Regions from separate parts of the Mus musculus genome. Here region 1 is linked to region 2. Evidence: chromatin contacts called from public Hi-C data. All regions are on one chromosome and are shown on one strand. The core of a region is the stretch at or near the end of the contact, and the rest is flanking DNA. Distances in the headings are between cores, read along the strand shown.

Region 1 (4,165 bases), core at 1,394-3,893, 150 kb after region 2:
TATAATATTTCAAAGACTTGGTAATTGTTGAAAGAAGGCAGTTCTTGAACAAAATGCTGTTTGATGGTACCCCTCTTTTTGTAACTAAACACAAGCGACATACCATATTTTCCCAATTAATCTGATAAAAGTTTGACATTTCAATATAGTTCAGGGTTAGCTGGGCTTTCGAAGGATAAAGCACCCTCTTGTGTGCTCCTCGAGGGAGATTATTGGTAAAAACACCATGGGAAGTAAATAAGGTCATATCCATTTTTTTTTAAAGCAAGAGTCACAAGCCCAACTCTATTTGAATCCTCTCTGTACACGTGACAACATAATGTGGAGTTCAGTGTGCTTTCTGTAGAAAACGATCAGCTGGATAGTCAAGTTAAAAACAGCCTATGCGTTTATCAGTAAATGTGGTGTTATGTGTATCAATTAGCACCACACAGCTTTCATAGGAAAGATGCTGATGCACATATGGCCTGTGAGGTTTTGTAAGGTGTGCTGCTCAGGAGAACAAGTGATGTATGGATAACTGTGTGTGCAAATACTCTGATTTGTGAGAATTTCATATACACTTTTACACATGTGAAAACCACACGTCTGGCCTTTGAGACCAGGACCTTCTGGGACGACAGGATTCACTCCTTTTCTTGCTGCTATAATAAAACATCCATGCATAAAAAACAGCTGAGGAGAAGAGGGTTGGTTGATTTTGGCTCATAATTTCAGGACACCATCCATCAAGGTGGACAGTAGTCAAGGCCACATCATATCTACTGCCAGGAAGCAGAGCATGCTGGGCCTCAGCTCACTTTCTTCTTTTTATTCAGGCCTGGACACCATCCTAGGGAATGTTGTCACCCGCAGAGCCAGCTCTCCTACCTCAATTAACCTAATGGAGATAATCGCCCACAGGCATACCCTGATCCCAATCTCCCTGAGAATTCTACGTCCCATCGAGCAGACAACTGAACTTAAGCACCGCAGATCCTAAATGGCTGAAAGTTTCTTAGCTTTGGAGAAAGGTTTGTTATAGAATCCTCTTACAGTTCGATTTATTCTACTGGGAAAAAACAAACACTTGCTACACTGGTAAAATGAATAAGACAATATTGAAATAAGGGGTAAATTAGTTAACACATTTCAGGTAGCTGTGATCAAAGTTCTCATTTTTGGTCCTTGATTATGAACAAATAGATATGAACACTAAGCTTCTTATGAGCGATTGGCATGTCATGAGGCTTCTTCCCGAATATTATAGAGAAATGCCATACAGTTTCAATATGTTGTTTTCTTTTGTTTAGCGGAAATACTTAGCTTCACCCACCGAAGCCATAGAAACATAACGCAAATTATTATCTCTTGACCACAGTTATTTTTACTGTGAAATGAGACCAACAATCTTTATGCCTCAGGAGTGTGCTAGAACTAGAAGAAGAAAGGACAGACCCAACATTCTGAAATTGAATGGCAGGTTTTTCACTCTCCTCCCCCCGTCCCAGAAAAGAAACTGGAGTCCAGGTTGTGTAGACTCTGAATACTTTATGTGATGTCCCCTTCCACAGGCAAGATTCCCATTGCTGCCTCAAAGGACAGCGAGACACTGCCAATCAAAGTTGCTCATTCAATACGTGAGCTGAGAGATGATCCTGCTTGTGTGGGTCACTCGGCATGATGGCCGCAGACAAACTTTGGTTGTTTTACGTTTTCTCTGAGCTGTCCTCTGGAAGAGTACATATTGACCAGTGTTGGTGCTTTTGCCTTTTTCTAGGTAAATATTGATTTTTCTCTTCCTGGATCATTGACCTCATAAGCAAAACCATCCATTTCATGAGAGAGCATTTGTAAGGTTGTAAATACTAGTCACATTCATAAATACCATGTGAAACAAATGTTATGTGGGTTTGGGCTTGAGGGACAGAATAGCTGATGACACTGTGGTGTGAGAAGGAATTGCTTTGGAATCTGAAAAGAGCATTAGATGCTCTCTACCAAGTCCCCAAGAAAGGAATGTTGTCTCATTTTCACGCCTGTCACTCACTTGGTCACCCTGTAGCATGTACCCAGTCTTTGTGTCTGATGAATCAAACGGGACTACTTAGACATACCTCTTCTGGAAAGATGCTGAATGTGACACATGCATTGTTCATATACCACAGTGCATTAACAAATATTATTGAGTTTGTTTTTGAAACCAGGCATCTATAATTTGATGTTTTTCTTCTTCCAGCCACGGGGGGGGGGGGGGGGAAGGTTGCCACTGATTGATTGGAAACTGGGGACTCTGAACGTGGGGAGAAGTTCGTTCAAAACTTAGGAATTTTACACATGCAACTGATCTCTTGAATTTGCATGGAGGAAATTCCCGTATTTTGAGAACAAAGAAAACTAAGTATAGGCTACAAATCCAGAACAAATCAAAAAACTATATCTCAAGGAAAATCCCTTAGGAGTAACTAAGATCAAGACATGTCACCCACCAGGCAGAAAATCTGAGCAGGCCCCAGATAAGAGACCCCGAGTTTGCCACAGAGGTTAATCCATTCCTGCTGTGGCTCTGTGGAAAAGGAGCCGCTTATCCAAAGTGTCATACTCAAAGGAACGAGTCCTGGGAGCTGGCCACTCACCTCACAGCCTGGGCAGGCAGGCGAGAGGCCCCGCCTGGAATCCCAGCTCTTTCTCATCAAGCATACAATTTCCCCTGGGTTCACTGGGCCTGTCCTAATTCTTGCTAACTGATGGTAATTTTGACCTGTGAGTTAACGGGAACTGCCCTTTGAGTTTCTTTTGGCCTTCATGCAATCTATTAAGGCACTTAAGCTTCTGCTTTTTACATAAAACACTCCTATTCTTAAAAACAAACTTTTAAGTCAAAAATGACAGGGTTAATTATTCTGAAATATGCTGTTTATAGCCCAAACTCCATAAAACAGAATACATGATTTAATACACATCCAAGACAGCCCTGGTTTTCATTTCTGCACAATCAGGGACTAAATCTATGTCACTCACTCCCCGATGTGCGCTGGAAATGGTTTCACGTTCCATCTTACTCTAAATTACACCCATTGAGATCATGATGGGATGCAGTCTACGTTGTTGCCAAAACCTGCTAGGTTGGATCATCTATTAAAGTCTATTTATTTTTTATGACAAACAGGAAAAATGACAAAGCAGCTACCGAATGCTCGTTAATGAACACCAAATGGCTCCCGAGGTCCCCTTCATACTGCACTCATTTGTTCAGGAGTCCAGTTAACTTCCTCTTTGGTGCTCTGCCTCCCCCCAGAACCCTCCCCAGAAGCTGGTTTGCATAAGCTGTGGGGACCAAGCTGCTTGCCATCTGCCCTTGTGCTCTGATTCTGGAGTCAGGTCAAAAGTTTGGTTTGGGTTTGACAATACACACGGAAAGAAGGGCATCCCACGTGCCTCTGGAGTCATCACGGGCCAAATGTAAAAAAATGAAAGAAAAAAAAAAGAAATAGCAGAAGTTAATTATGGAAGGCACCATGTTCAGACCAAGAAGAATTTCTTAAAAAGAGTTACAGAGAAAAACACCCAAGCCAAAAACACTGCATTTGGAGTCAATTTGATCAACAGTTGCGGTTTTGACGGTGTTGCAGCCTTTTACACGGTGTCTGTTTTTGTAGGTTTATTTGAAAGCCTTCCCTGGTTTCACTTACAGCCACAGCTAACCCATCATGCTCTGGGTTACCAGGTGGTGACGGTGCCAGCTCATGAGCAAACCCCAGCACGTTCTGGCAGCACAGGGCACTTTGTACCCAGTGACCTTCTTGGATTGAGTTTCCAGATAGTGGAGCCCGTGGGGCCCCGAGGCAAAAGAACAGTTTCTACCTTCTTCATAGCATAGTACAGAGCAGAGGACTAGTTGACCATGCCTGCTGTCACCCAACCCAGCTGTAGCTGGCAGTCATGGTGACCTTATTTCATCAGGTTCTAGGGGCTGCCAAAATGGTACATTTGCTTATTGGCCATGTCTCCAAAACACCATGTCTGTTTCCTCCTTTTAGCATTTTGGGCATGGTAAAGGTTTTGTCTTTGTTGTTTGTTTCTTTTCCTGTGTCTTCATTAATTCCTTAATTCATGGCAGCAACCATTCCAGTTTGAGCTGGAAGTTTGAGTTGTTTTTTTGTTTTGTTTTGTTTTGTTTGTTTGT
Region 2 (4,102 bases), core at 1,193-3,692:
ACCATCCCTTTCTTTCACAAAGAGTTTGAAACTTAAGCTAAAGGAGGTGCAGATCCTGGCCACCCATGCAAGGTCATATGGAGTGAAGTCCAGAGACAATGAATGTCCTTGAGTAAGCAAAGAACCAGGGCCAAGAGGACTCTGAGCCTAGGGAGTCCACGTGTGTAGAGAAAAAGGGAGGCATTTCCTCCATGACTATAATTCCCAGGAGCTCTGAGTGACTAGACACTTCCCACCTGCTCTCATTGTCTGGAATTCTGGGCTTTCTCCCCCATAGATATCATTGGCAACTTAATCAGCTGTGCATGTGTGTGTGTGTGTGTGTGTGTGTGTGTGTGTGTGCTATACATGTATGTGTGTGTGGAAGTAGAAATACAATAGAAGGGGGAGGGATGGCATTTGTATGAAGAACTTCATTAAATGGTTGGGGAATATCTAAGAAATGCTGGTTATAGAAGAATTGCAATACCTCTTGCAAAACCTCAGGTCTGCACTTCCTTGTGTGTACGTCCCCTTATGATCTGAGGGTCAGAGCATGCAGATACACTTTGTGTGTGAACGTGAAGACAATCTCTGGGTGGAAATCCTCCCACAGCGTTATGATCTCCTGCTCCCCGTCCCCCTTTTAACAGAAAACACGCTGGCCCAAATATTTGTCTCACATAAATAAACTGGTTGATTGGCCAGGGAAGAATAAGCGCCAAGTCTGTATTTTAGAGGGGTCATGGGAATAAAGTCAGCCTGTGCAATTAATGACAACAGGGGCTAACCTTACATAGACCAGATGTTCACATCATGAAGAGTGTTGGTCACAAAGCAAACAACCGTCCTTGATATAAACAACCATAAGAAGTGGTTGTCTCTCTATGGGACACATTTAAGCAAATATAAATTGTACCCACCATCAGTTCCATGTCTGGGTCCAGGCAGGGACCCTGTATACTTAGATATTTTTTTGGGGGGGGGGGAGAGGAAAAGAGCGTTACCCTCACCTAATAGAGATGCGGCATATAAAGAGAACTTGTTTTGCCAGACACAGTGACTCACCTTGTAACCCAGAACTATGGAGGTTGAATAAGGAAGACCTCAAGCTTGAAGCTAGTTTGGTTCCCTAGTGAGGAACTACATAAAAAACAACACCCCCCAAAACAAACAAACAAAAAACAAAACAAAAAACCCAAAATATAAAACAAGGCGATCTAGTGTAGTTTCTTGGTCTCTATTTCCCAACAATATGAAACCCTGGGTGTCTAGGAATTTTGTTATCTTCAAGCCATGAGTTAAAATTGTGCAAGTTTCTTACCAGACATGTGCCTTTTATATACACGCACAAGAAAGAAGCAACACTTCTGCCCTCTAGCCTTCGCCTTGGTCAGAGGCTTAACACTTGAGAGCTTGTGTTGATTTGATTTCTGTGGGATATATGGATACAACTAATAAGCAAACATATGTGAACCCAGTGCTCAGATCTCGCCTAATTCCTGCTTCCAACGATAGATACAACTCTTGAGTAGCTGATATTTCTCAGGCACCTGAACACGTACGATTGTCCAACGCCTCTCTTGAGTTCCACACTGCAGAGTACAGTTTTAGCCGGTCTCAGGAGTTGTCAGACAATGGCAGATGTCTGGCAGGAAGGGGGGAGTGTTTATTAATAATGCAGTTAAGTACTTGCCATTAGGAATGCAAGAGAGAGTCTTTGAAAGGATATAAACAAAATTCCTTCTCGCTCGTGAGCCACCTACTTTGAATGTGTTGTGTAGCGCCACCTAGTGGTAAAATACTCAGTAAATTTCCCTGACAACTTCCAGACTAATTGTGTTTGAAGGAAAGGAAAGGAAAGGAAAGGAAAGGGGAAGGGGGGGAAGGGGAAGGGGAAGGGGAAGGGGAAAGGAAGAAATAATAATGAACTTAGATAGCAGGTATAGGCTTCGTAGCCCAGCTGCTGTACTGATCTCTTTAGGTATGGGTGGTTCTCTCTCTCTCTCTCTCTCTCTCTCTCTCTCTCTCTCTCTCGGCAGTTTATTTGTTGGAGAGAAATAAAAGACTTGACTTGACAATAAACCCAAAAAGCAAGATACAAATGATTAGAGGATTTATATTAGACATGTGCATGAGGAAGGAATGCCATATGCCCAGATTACTTTTGTTAGTGCATTTTGCCTCTGTTTCTGAAAGCTGGCTTCAGATGAAAACGCTTCCAGATGACTTTATTGCAGGCTTATTCCTTCCCCTGCGTGGTGCAGCTCTGGAGGAGGGTCTTAATAGAACAGGAGGCATACAGAAGCCAGCTTAACCCTTCCAGCGCTTGTCCTGTGCCTACCAAGTGCAGGACAACTCTTGGGATGGTGATGACATCAGTTAGGGATGCATTTCTGGGCCTGTGGATAGGTGGGGTCAGGTTAAAACAGCAGAAGGAGTAGGGACATGACTGGAAGCCTGGCAGAAGTGAGCTTAATTAGTTAACCCAGGGGCCTCTTTTGCTGAGATCTTCTACGTTGTCCTGATATTATTCATTGAACATAATATTCTTTCATCTGTGGGTATTCATCCACCCCCATCCCCTGTGTCCAGAACCCATGTAAATAAGACAGTCCCAAGATTCCAAATTGAGCTTTGCAACACACTGGTGCAGTGTGACTTTTGAAAAATGTCAAGGTGGCCTAAAACCTGGTAAGGCGCATAATCTCTTTCACATGGGAGAAGACAACAGTGACTCATTATTAAGAAGCATATACATTTAGGGAGGTGTTCTCTTAATTGGGGCCTAGAACAGAAGAATACGTGTTTGTGGAGACAAATTAGGCACACATGGATGCTGCAGATGGTTGAATGAATGGCATTATGTGGCAGCCTCCATATAACTGAAGTTCCACTTACCTGTGCTCAATCATAGTCTAAAAACACATCAATGGGGCAATCCAGAGACAAACAATTCACGATTCTCAAATTTGGAGCCTTTTTGGATAGCAGGATGTGGCATGGCGTTCTATGGGACATGAGTCACCCCTGTGTCTAGTGTACTTAGCAACCATCTCCCTTCCCAACTCCACTGTCCTAGTATCCTCCGTGCTTCTGGGTAACCAATCTTTAGTCTACTTAATATGAGACAAAGCCCAGGAGTTGGTATGTTGGACATGAAGAAGAAGAGGTGCAAAGGGCTTCCCTTAAGTGAAAAGTCCAAATCTGAGTCAAGGGAGAGATTTCTCTCGAATGCTGGGTTCGTGAGGTCTGTAGCATGATGAGTCTTCTGTCTGCAGAATTCTGAAGGAAAAAAAAAAAAGAAACCTGTACAATTTTTTCTTGTATGCTTCAAAGTGCAGAAGCTGTGGCCACAGCGTGGAAGTGCTCAGTGGCGAGGTAAAAGCCATTACATTTATGTGTGAGTGCATATAAGTGGTTTGCACTTAGTGCTACGTTATGTCGGGCACTCTCTGGGGTTCTTGGAAGAACTCTAGGGTGAATAGAGGGAGAGGTAGGTTCTCATGTTTGTATGTGTTGTTTCTTGTTTGCAGATGGCATCTCTGCATGTAGCCCAGACTGGCTGTCTCAGCCTCCCAAGTGTTGGGGTTATAGGCATGTGCTACCACATTCAGTCTAGTTAACTGAGATGGATACCTTGGCTTTCACCAGCGTGTTGTACTTGATCTGCACCTGTGTAATGATGCCTCCCTGGGAGGAGTAGTTTATATACCAAGAATTTCTTTGTGCTATTTTGTGTATCTTAAATAGCTAAGATTATCCTAAACCCCCAAATGAAGACATCAAAGGAGCCAGGAAGCGCTTAGGGAACAGAAAAGGCAGCTTGCGCTTAGGTGCTCTGCACACAATGCTGTGTCTCAAGCTCCCTTACCCTGGAGGCCGCTGCGGGCTGGCTGCCTCCCTTCTTGCAGTGCCTCTCGGTCCCAGGCAGGATGAGCCTCCCCTCGACTGGTTTTTGGGGACAGGGAGCCATGGTACAGATGACAGGACTTGAGGAAGATGAAGAGCCAAAATAGGAGTCAGGCAAATGAGACACTTGGCTTTAAAAATTTTTTAAAAAAATATCTATCTATCTATCTATCTATCTATCTATCTATCTATCTATCTATCTATCATCTCT

What was found. Hi-C and Micro-C count contacts between places; a contact is called where the count stands out from the background.
Region 1: a contact with region 2 is called in a Hi-C map of cranial neural crest, with 2.6 times the contacts expected there. The contact joins two enhancer-like sites. A contact is called at or near these places in 1 of 39 promoter capture datasets (liver), 2 of 484 Hi-C or Micro-C datasets (cranial neural crest and nephron progenitors) and 2 of 9 other capture datasets (adipose tissue and pancreatic islet).

Annotation. Positions count from the first base shown.
Region 1 is chr11:64,585,493-64,589,657 of GRCm38.p6, forward strand. No RefSeq gene overlaps it. Among named protein-coding and RNA genes, the nearest start is that of Gm30305, 130 kb to the right of the region's middle. Within about 2 kb of position 2,644, at least 23 of the 459 cell types and tissues checked have an H3K27ac peak or open chromatin away from gene starts, as enhancers often do.
Region 2 is chr11:64,440,634-64,444,735 of GRCm38.p6, forward strand. The region is part of intron 1 of Hs3st3a1 (heparan sulfate (glucosamine) 3-O-sulfotransferase 3A1); the gene reads left to right. Among named protein-coding and RNA genes, the nearest start is that of F930015N05Rik, 6.0 kb to the left of the region's middle. Within about 2 kb of position 2,443, at least 4 of the 459 cell types and tissues checked have an H3K27ac peak or open chromatin away from gene starts, as enhancers often do.